Regions from separate parts of the Mus musculus genome. Here region 2 is linked to region 1. A link is a contact called in public promoter capture Hi-C data. All regions are on one chromosome and are shown on one strand. The core of a region is the stretch at or near the end of the contact, and the rest is flanking DNA. Distances in the headings are between cores, read along the strand shown.

Region 1 (3,984 bases), core at 559-3,058:
GGTTGTGAGCCACCATATGGTTGCTGGGATTTGAACTCAGGACCTTCAGAAGAGCAGTCAGTGCTCTTAACTGCTGAGCCATCTCTCCAGCGCCCCTCTCCCCCTTTTTTTAAAGACAAGATTTCCCTATGTATCTCTAGCTGTCCTGGAACTCACTAAGTAAACCAAACTGCTTTGAACTCAGAGACCAACCTGCCTCTGCCTTCCAAGTACTGGGATTAAGGTTGTGAGCCACCACACCTGGGTGCTTTTATTATTTTTTATTTATGTGGAAGTATGTGTGACTGTGTGAGTATAAGCATGTATACTGGTGTGTACTGGTGCCTGTGGAGTCCAGAGAAGGAACCAAATCCCCAACAGCTGGACTTACAAGCAGTTTTGAGTCCCCTGCTGCGGGTGCCAAGAATGGAACCCAGGTCCTCTGGTGAGACGTGGCTTTGCCCACTTTAAAGAACCTCCATGCTCCTGTTCCCATTCATACCTACATGGTCATCAAGGAGATGGCTATTGTCACCAGACAGCTGGAAATTAGAGACTCTGAGATGTGGGAATTAGCCCAAAATCACGGCATCCCACACAGAGTGGAACCAGAACCAGAACTGGCTCCTTATCATTCTATAAAAGGGGAACCTGGGACCTGGGGACCTGGGGACTTTCCACTTTGAAACCATTAACCTGGGGAAAAGGGTGGGTCTAAGAAGACAGACTGTGGAAGAGGGCTGGGTCAGGATTCCTTGCCTCTAATTACTCTTAAATTATTTCCAAAAATATTTAACTGACAAAGACAGGTTATATCGAAGGCATTTATCAAGAAAACTTGATATGTACACATTGCATAATGACTCACACCACCAAATTTATGTATACATTATATCCTCAGAACTTATTCCCCCTTTGACTGAACCTGCTCCACTGGAGACCTTATGAGTTGGACTTTAGATTCCACTTCCTAGATGACGCGATATTTTGGTTTTCTGGGCCTGGCTTCTTTCATGTAGAATAATTCTTGTTGTTTCTGACTGTAAATGAAATTGTCCATCCTGCTTATTACCCTCCGGATATTCCCACCCTCCCTCTATTGTTCCTGCCACACCACAAACTGGTCACCAGTGATGCAGTGTGACAGATGGCTAGAGTTTAGAGCCCTGGTGTGGGGAAAAGACGGAGGTCAGTGGGAACCCCAGCACCGCCTCTGTAGTTCCATTTGGGAGTCTGGGCATCCCTCCAGTGGATATTCTTGCAGGCGGGAATTTCAAGTTTATCTGTCTTCCCAGCGTGTGTTGGCCAGGGACCTTGGGAAGAGCCAGCTGGATGCCTGGGGTGGTTTTGGCAACCCCAGTTTCTCTCCCCAGTGTCCCCTACACCCCCAACCCCCATCAATCTTTGAGCAGGACTCAGATCTTGAGTTCGACAGAGGCCTCAGGGATGCTCCAGGGAGCCCAGGCCCCAGGGATGCTCCCAGGCCACTACGGCTGGCCATAGTAGGGGCCAGGGCCCCGACTCAGCCAATCCTGGCAGTTCCCTTGCCCAGTCCACATCTGGCTAACAATGTGGGAAGGGGAGGGAAGCACAGCCCACCTCTGGCCAGTAGCGGAGTCCCTGGCCCGGTGGACAGAGTACAACCCACCCCTGGTCAGCCGCGGAAGAAAGTGCAACCCATCTCTGGCCAGCAACCGGATGGACAGAGCACATCCTACCCTTGGTGGGTGGCAGGGTCCCAGGTTCCCGGCAGGCGCGCGCTCTGCACGGCCTTGTTGCGGAGGGCGCTATCCTGGTAGATGCGGCTCATTTTCCCCACGCCGAGGCCCTGTGGCTCCAGGAAGCAACCGGCGCGTAGGGCGGGGCACCTCGGGGACAGGAGCTTGGAGGTCGCTGCAGCACCAGCTTCCCGGGTTAACAGATCCGGGAAGCTAGTCCGAGGCGTTCCCAGTTGGGACTTAAAGGGGCCGAGCCTCATTCCTGACAGCCAGACCTCGTGCAGTAACAGGGGGCTTTTGGAATGACCACTGTCCTTCATGTCCTTATAGACTAAGACAGAAAGATCGAGAGTTCGGTCCCCATCTGTACTATACAGAGATTCTGTCTCAAAACACATCAATATACAAAAAAGCGGCCTTGAAGCTTAGGAAAGTAGATCTTTCTTGGGATCTGTTCTGGTAGGACATTTTCTCAGGGAGCAGGAAGGGAGAAGACGGGACAGCAACGAGGAACCACAGAGCGGTCTCCATGGACTCTGCCCTTTTGGACCTCCCCGTGGTTCCGCAATGGCTTAGGGGAGTTCCCAGAATGTGTGACGGAGTAGGGATAGGTCAGATCTGCAGCAAGGGAAACCTCAATCTCTGCAATCCCAGCAAGTTCCTCAACCTTTAATGAGCCTACGCTTCTTGCTCAGCAAAAATAGAAAGAAACGTGTCTAATGGTTTGTAAAGATAGAACTCTCCCTCTCCTAGTCTCGTGGACATAGCATTCATTACTTTGTCTCACACTTCTCAAGGATTCGGATGGATCGATCGCTTCTCTAGCCCCACAGTGCCCTTTGCTCCAGAGTGTCTGCAAGCCTTTTATTCTCAGCCTGCACCCGGGAATCTCCTCCGACCCGGAAATCATTGGGAAATCGTCTTGTTTTATTGGCTCCTTTGTGCCAAATTCTGGCGCAGGTGGCCACATTCTGTTGTGCCAGGTGTGCCCCTGCCTCAGCCACAATGAAGATACCCGAGAGTCCAGGGTGAGTTGTTAGCTTTGGAAGGAGCTCTCTCTCCCACATAGTATCACCACAGAATGGTCTCAGACACTTTATTTTTAAGGGTCCTTCCTCTTTTAACAAAATATAAATATTTTTAAGACATTATTTTATGTATCTCAGGCTGGCTTTGAACTCGCTATGTAGCCAAGGATAACTTCAAACCCCTTTCTCCTTACAATACTTCCCCAAGAACCAGGATTACAGGTGTGGGCCACCCACTGCACCTGGATTATTTGGTACTGGGGGTTCAATCCAGGACTTTATGAACGTTAGGCAAACAGTCTTCTCAAGCCACATCCTCAGCTCCAAAAATATAGTTTTGTGGATCCCTAAAAATGTAACAGACCCTAGACAGGATGTCTGTGACTAGTCAACCCCAGCCTATGTTGGACCTGTCAGGCAGCTCTGTAATTCCCAGAAAGAAGGACAACAATCCTCTGGGGAGGACTGTCCTCTGTGTCCTCTGGCAAGTCCTAGGCTCATAGGCACCTGACTCCTCTGCCTCCTTCCTCTTCTGTCCCTTTCCTGGGTCACTGCCCCTTCGCACAGGCTCTAAATGTGCAATGCCCTCTGTGGACGCTATACGTAGCTACTTAAATTGTATTTTAACAGTGCCGAAAATAGAACCCAGGGTGTTTGTGAACACCAGACAAGTGTTCAACCAGGGAGCTGCATACCCAGTCTAAACCATAGATGATAGAATCTAAATAATATAGAAAAAGGGCTTCTCCTTTGCTGGTCACAGGGCTCCACGCCTGTAATCCCAGTGCTTACAAGCTTGAACTATATAGTGGGTACCAGGCTAGCAGGGCTACATTGTGAGAGTCTGCCTCAAAATTCCCAAACAATAATAAAAGTAAATTTGCACATTAAAATTCACTTCCTCAGCCACTAGTCATGTATGGGGTGGGGGTGGGGGAGTTATTTGTTTGTGTTGATGGTGGTTTCTAGGTTTTGTTTGTTTGTTTGTTTGTTTTGTTTTTTGATTGGTTGGTTGGTTGGTTTTGCTGTTCTTGTTGTTGTCTTTTGTTTGGAGACAAGGTCTCACTAAATAGCCTTGGCCAGCCTGGAACTTACTATGTAGACCAGGCTGGCCTGGAACTCATAGAGATTCACCTTCCTCTGCCCCTCGAGTGTTGGGATTAAAAGTGTGTGCCACCAGGCCGGGCAGTTTGTCACATTTTAAAATAAAGACCATTATTTCTTTTTCAGCCAGGATTCTTCTTCTGCCCATCACCTTT
Region 2 (3,984 bases), core at 417-2,916, 970 kb after region 1:
TGAGCACCACAGGTCAATGCTTTACAACCAGCAGTGAGTCAAGCCCACTTCCACCAGGGGGACACCGACACTCATGTCCGAAGGCTTTGGTTTTTGTTTTTCCCAAACTCCTGATCTCAAACCATCCTCCTGCCTCAACCTATGAGGCATTTGGGACTGCAGGCAAGTGCATTGTTCTTGGTCTGCAGGGAATCTTGGTTATCACAACTTGGTGAGAAGGGAATGTGCTACTGGCCTCTGGCGGGTAGAGACCAGGGATGTGCTAAGCATCTCAAATGCAAAGGACAGCCCTGCAGAGCCTTTACTGTCAGGAACACTGGCATTGGGAAGTGGATGGGAGACTGGAAAGCAGGCTGGTTCTGAGGTGTCACCACTGGTCACTTCCCTTCCACCTCAAGGCCGTAGGGATCACAGCTTGGGACACAAGCACAGCCTGGCATGGCAAAGGTGGGCTTGGCTAATGACAGCTGGGGTGGACAAGGCTGTGTGGCCTGGAGAACACTCTATTTAAGAGCTAGAATACTCCTAGTCTGCGACGTCAGACTGGGGATGGGCAAGGAGGAACTTTTTCCCCCATGTAGTCTGGCTGCTGCGTCATTTTCCAGTCTTTGGGATATTCCCCCTTTGAGCCCTGGGACCTTGGCTTTCTGGAATCCATTACCGTCTGGCTAGGCAGTCCCACCCTGAAGACATGCTGGGCAGCAATTCTTCCATGCTGGTACTGGGGAGGGGGCTTACCTGGATTGGGGGAGCTGGGCCACTGAAGTTCATGCCTAGAGCTTTCTTTCGCAGGAGGATCCTGAGCAGATCATGACTCAGCTGTAGTCTCTGGTCCCTCGGGGTGTTAGGGGGTGCTGTCCCCACCAGTGACAGGCTCGGGGGTTCCAGGCTCTTCTTGCCCATGAAGTGACCTAAGAAAGGAGGTGCCAAGGTACATGGGAGCTCAAGATGAGGACCCCATCACCACAGCAAGCTCTGGTCTAGTCGACCTTTCGGCTCTCACAGAGGGAAGACAAGAAACATTATCCTCAGAAGCCACAGATCTCTGGGTGGAGGCAAAGCTGACATCCTGAGCTTTTCCTGACCCGCTGGAGGATAGAAGACGGGTAGATAGCCCAGGACCAGGGAGACTACCTGCCAGGGAAGGAAGTGGAGAAGGTGCCTCTAAATGGATGCAGAGAAGACATGAGGTGAGAAGACTTGTCAGTCTGCCTAACCGACTGGTAACCGGATCTAATCTCTGTCTTAAACTTTCTGAGTGGGTTATCTTAGCCATGTCTAGGGTCTCAAGATTCCCATCTGTTAAACTTGATGAGCCCCCCGCGACTGCAGGAGCTCCGCTACCAAGAGCCTCCAAAGTGTTGAAAAGGAAACTGAGGACCAAGGAGAATGAGGCATGCTTATAGGGGGTCCCCTAACACTTACCGGTCGCCCAGAGGTTGCCCCGAGGGTGCACTCGAATCTTGCTTGCTCGGCTGCGGGGCTCCGGGAGATCCCAGTTGAAGGGAGCGACGCCGGAAGCGAACAATGCGAAGAGCAGGAGACCACGGAGGAGCCAAGAGCTCCCTGCTTGCCGGGTCATGGCTGTGCCAAACAGGCTCTTCTCTGGCACTCTCAGGATACTAGTTCTCGAAGCCCGCCTTCCAGCCTTTTAAACTACAGTCGGGAGCGGAGCCTGCCTGAGGAGCGGAGCTCGCTCCGCCCCAGAGCCCCGCCCCGCAGGCTCCGCCCACACAGCCTTGCATCCCGGTTTCTCCTAGAAACCCACCACACTCGCGTGCTTATGGCATCGTCCCCAGCAAAGGTGGTTCCCAAGGCCACCAACACAGCTTTCTGTGTTTCCATCAAGTTGTTACTTCAGCCCTCAAAGCTTCTCCTTAAAGCTAAAGCAGAACAAGAAGCCCTGCTTTTGGCAGTCTATGTGTTTGGCATCATCCCGCAGAGGAACTCAAGAATCCTGTCACCTCCTGTCTCAAACCATCTGAGCCTTGTTTGCCCTGCTTTGTGCTCACAAATGGCACACACTGGATAACCTGGACAAGTTCTGTGCCCAGAACGGGGACAGAATTATGGGGAAGGGAGTGAGGAGCTGCCTCCTAGTAGTGGTACCCTTTAAAGGGCCTGGCTTATCATACTGTAGGTCAGATCAGTGGAAAGATTGCTGGGCCAGATGACTTCTCTAGTGTAAAACGGAAATAACCATACTACTTGTGGAGAAGCAGAACTCTGCCTTCCAGAGCTGTTCTTATTGGTCTTGGAAAGTATCTTCAGTCATCAGTGGCATCCCTGAATGATCAGGGGCAGATATGTGCTCCGACCCAGCATTGTGGGAGGGGCAGGAGGGGACACCAATTTCCTGTTCACAAGAGTTCACTTACTCATTAGAAACTAAGTCAAGGAGTGACTGATGGAATAGAGTATTAGGTCTTGGACCCTTTACTGCATCATTTGTGCTGCCTAGCATAATCTTTTTATTTTGTTTGGGACATGAGCTATGTAGCTCTCTGTCCTGGAACTCCTACATAGAACAGATTGAGTTGAACTTATAGCAAGCCTCCTGTCTCAGGTTCCTAAGTACCAGATTATAGATGTGAGCCACTCTACTTGGTTTGCTGTCTTTACTGGGTCAGTTCTTACCTTCTGCTTTGTTTGAGACAGGGTGTCCTTCTTTCTGCTGTCTGTCATATAGTCCAGTTTAGCAGGCCCACAGATTCTGGGTTATTCTCCCATCCATCTCTCTCATCTCACCACAGGAACACTGATTGCATGTATGTGTCAGTACATACAGTTTGTCATGTGGGTTCTACCAATCTGAACTTAGCTCAGCCTTGTGGCTGCAAGTGCTTTTATCCACTTCGTCATCTCCCCAGCCTACACCTTACTTTTTGAGGCGGGGTCTCTTGCTGAAACTGGAGCTCATTGACTCAAACCTGGCTGGGCAGCAAGCCTAGGGACCCTCCTCTCTCCACCTGCCTAGCGCTGGGATTTTAGGTGCTGGCCCACACCCCTGGCTTTGCGTTTGGTGCTGGGAATCTGAACTCAGTACTCATACTTGCACGGCAAGCACTGCCTAAGCTTAGCCTTCATCCCCCAGGCCCAGGGAAGTTTTCTGAGGCCGTGTTACTGAGGTTCTGGAGTGTGGCACACGGGACAGTGACAGTCCATTTCTGGCCCTGGCTTTTCCCTTCAGTCTCCTTGCTTCTCACTTCCAACCTGACATTCACACCTCCCTGCTTTCTTGTCACAGCTTAGCCATGGTGTTCAGATATAGCTCTTATCACCTTCCCATACTAATCTTCCCTGTGTGGCTGCCTCCCGCTTTTCTGCATCTATCACATGCTCAGACTGTCGCTTTGGTCCATGGACGTAGAAACCAAAGGAAACAGTATTGACTTTAGTGAGTGCTGACTTCCTTAAATGCTTGAAGGAACTCACCTGACAAGCTTCTCTCTTATGTCACTGTCAGAGATCACCTCAGAGGCTTCGTTACTTGTCATGACACCTTTGGGGCACTGCCTGATGTACCCAAAGCTTTGAGAACACACACAGCTCCCCCTAACACATGCACGCCATTTTCCCACGCCTGTATCCGCTCAGCACCGGGGTGAGTTTTGAGTTCTCTGGGGGCAGAGCTAGTGACACTACCTCTCCCAGCTCACTGCTCTCCTGCACGTGACACTGAGTTCTGTTCTCACAGGCTCACGGATCTGACACACACAGCAAGCCAGGAAGCTGCTACTCAGTGAAGAGAGCGAGAGCCCAGGATGCCGGGAAGCCCTGCAAAGTGGGCAGGCCAGGCAGCGGCCCTAACTGCACGGAACCTTGGTGCACGTAAGGTGACAGTTACACACTGAAGTAATATTTTCAGCCCCAAAGAGGGTTTCTAAAAATGTTTTGGGATTTTAGAGACTTACACTCACTGTGGAGCCCAAGGCTGGCCTTGAACTCCAAATCCTCTTGTTTCAACCTCTCCAGTGCTGGAAT

Evidence for each region. Promoter capture Hi-C pulls out the DNA fragments that hold promoters and counts their contacts.
Region 2: a contact with region 1 is called in a promoter capture Hi-C map of pre-B cells, with 3 times the contacts expected there. The contact joins the promoter of Nmb here to the promoter of Arpin in region 1. A contact is called at or near these places in 3 of 39 promoter capture datasets (liver and pre-B cells), 1 of 115 datasets of contacts at active chromatin or transcription factors (pro-B cells) and 1 of 9 other capture datasets (liver).

The regions. Positions count from the first base shown.
Region 1 is chr7:79,933,456-79,937,439 of GRCm38.p6, forward strand. Arpin (actin-related protein 2/3 complex inhibitor) reads right to left here and starts at 1,809. Exons shown (of 6, transcript NM_027420.4): 1 at 1,698-1,809. The coding sequence starts at 1,789. Gm31966 (a long non-coding RNA gene) reads left to right here and starts at 1,984. Exons shown (of 3, transcript XR_391645.4): 1 at 1,984-2,725; 2 at 3,956-3,984.
Region 2 is chr7:80,903,396-80,907,379 of GRCm38.p6, forward strand. It overlaps Nmb (neuromedin B), which reads right to left and starts at 1,667. Exons shown (of 3, transcript NM_026523.4): 1 at 1,426-1,667; 2 at 739-911. The coding sequence starts at 1,582.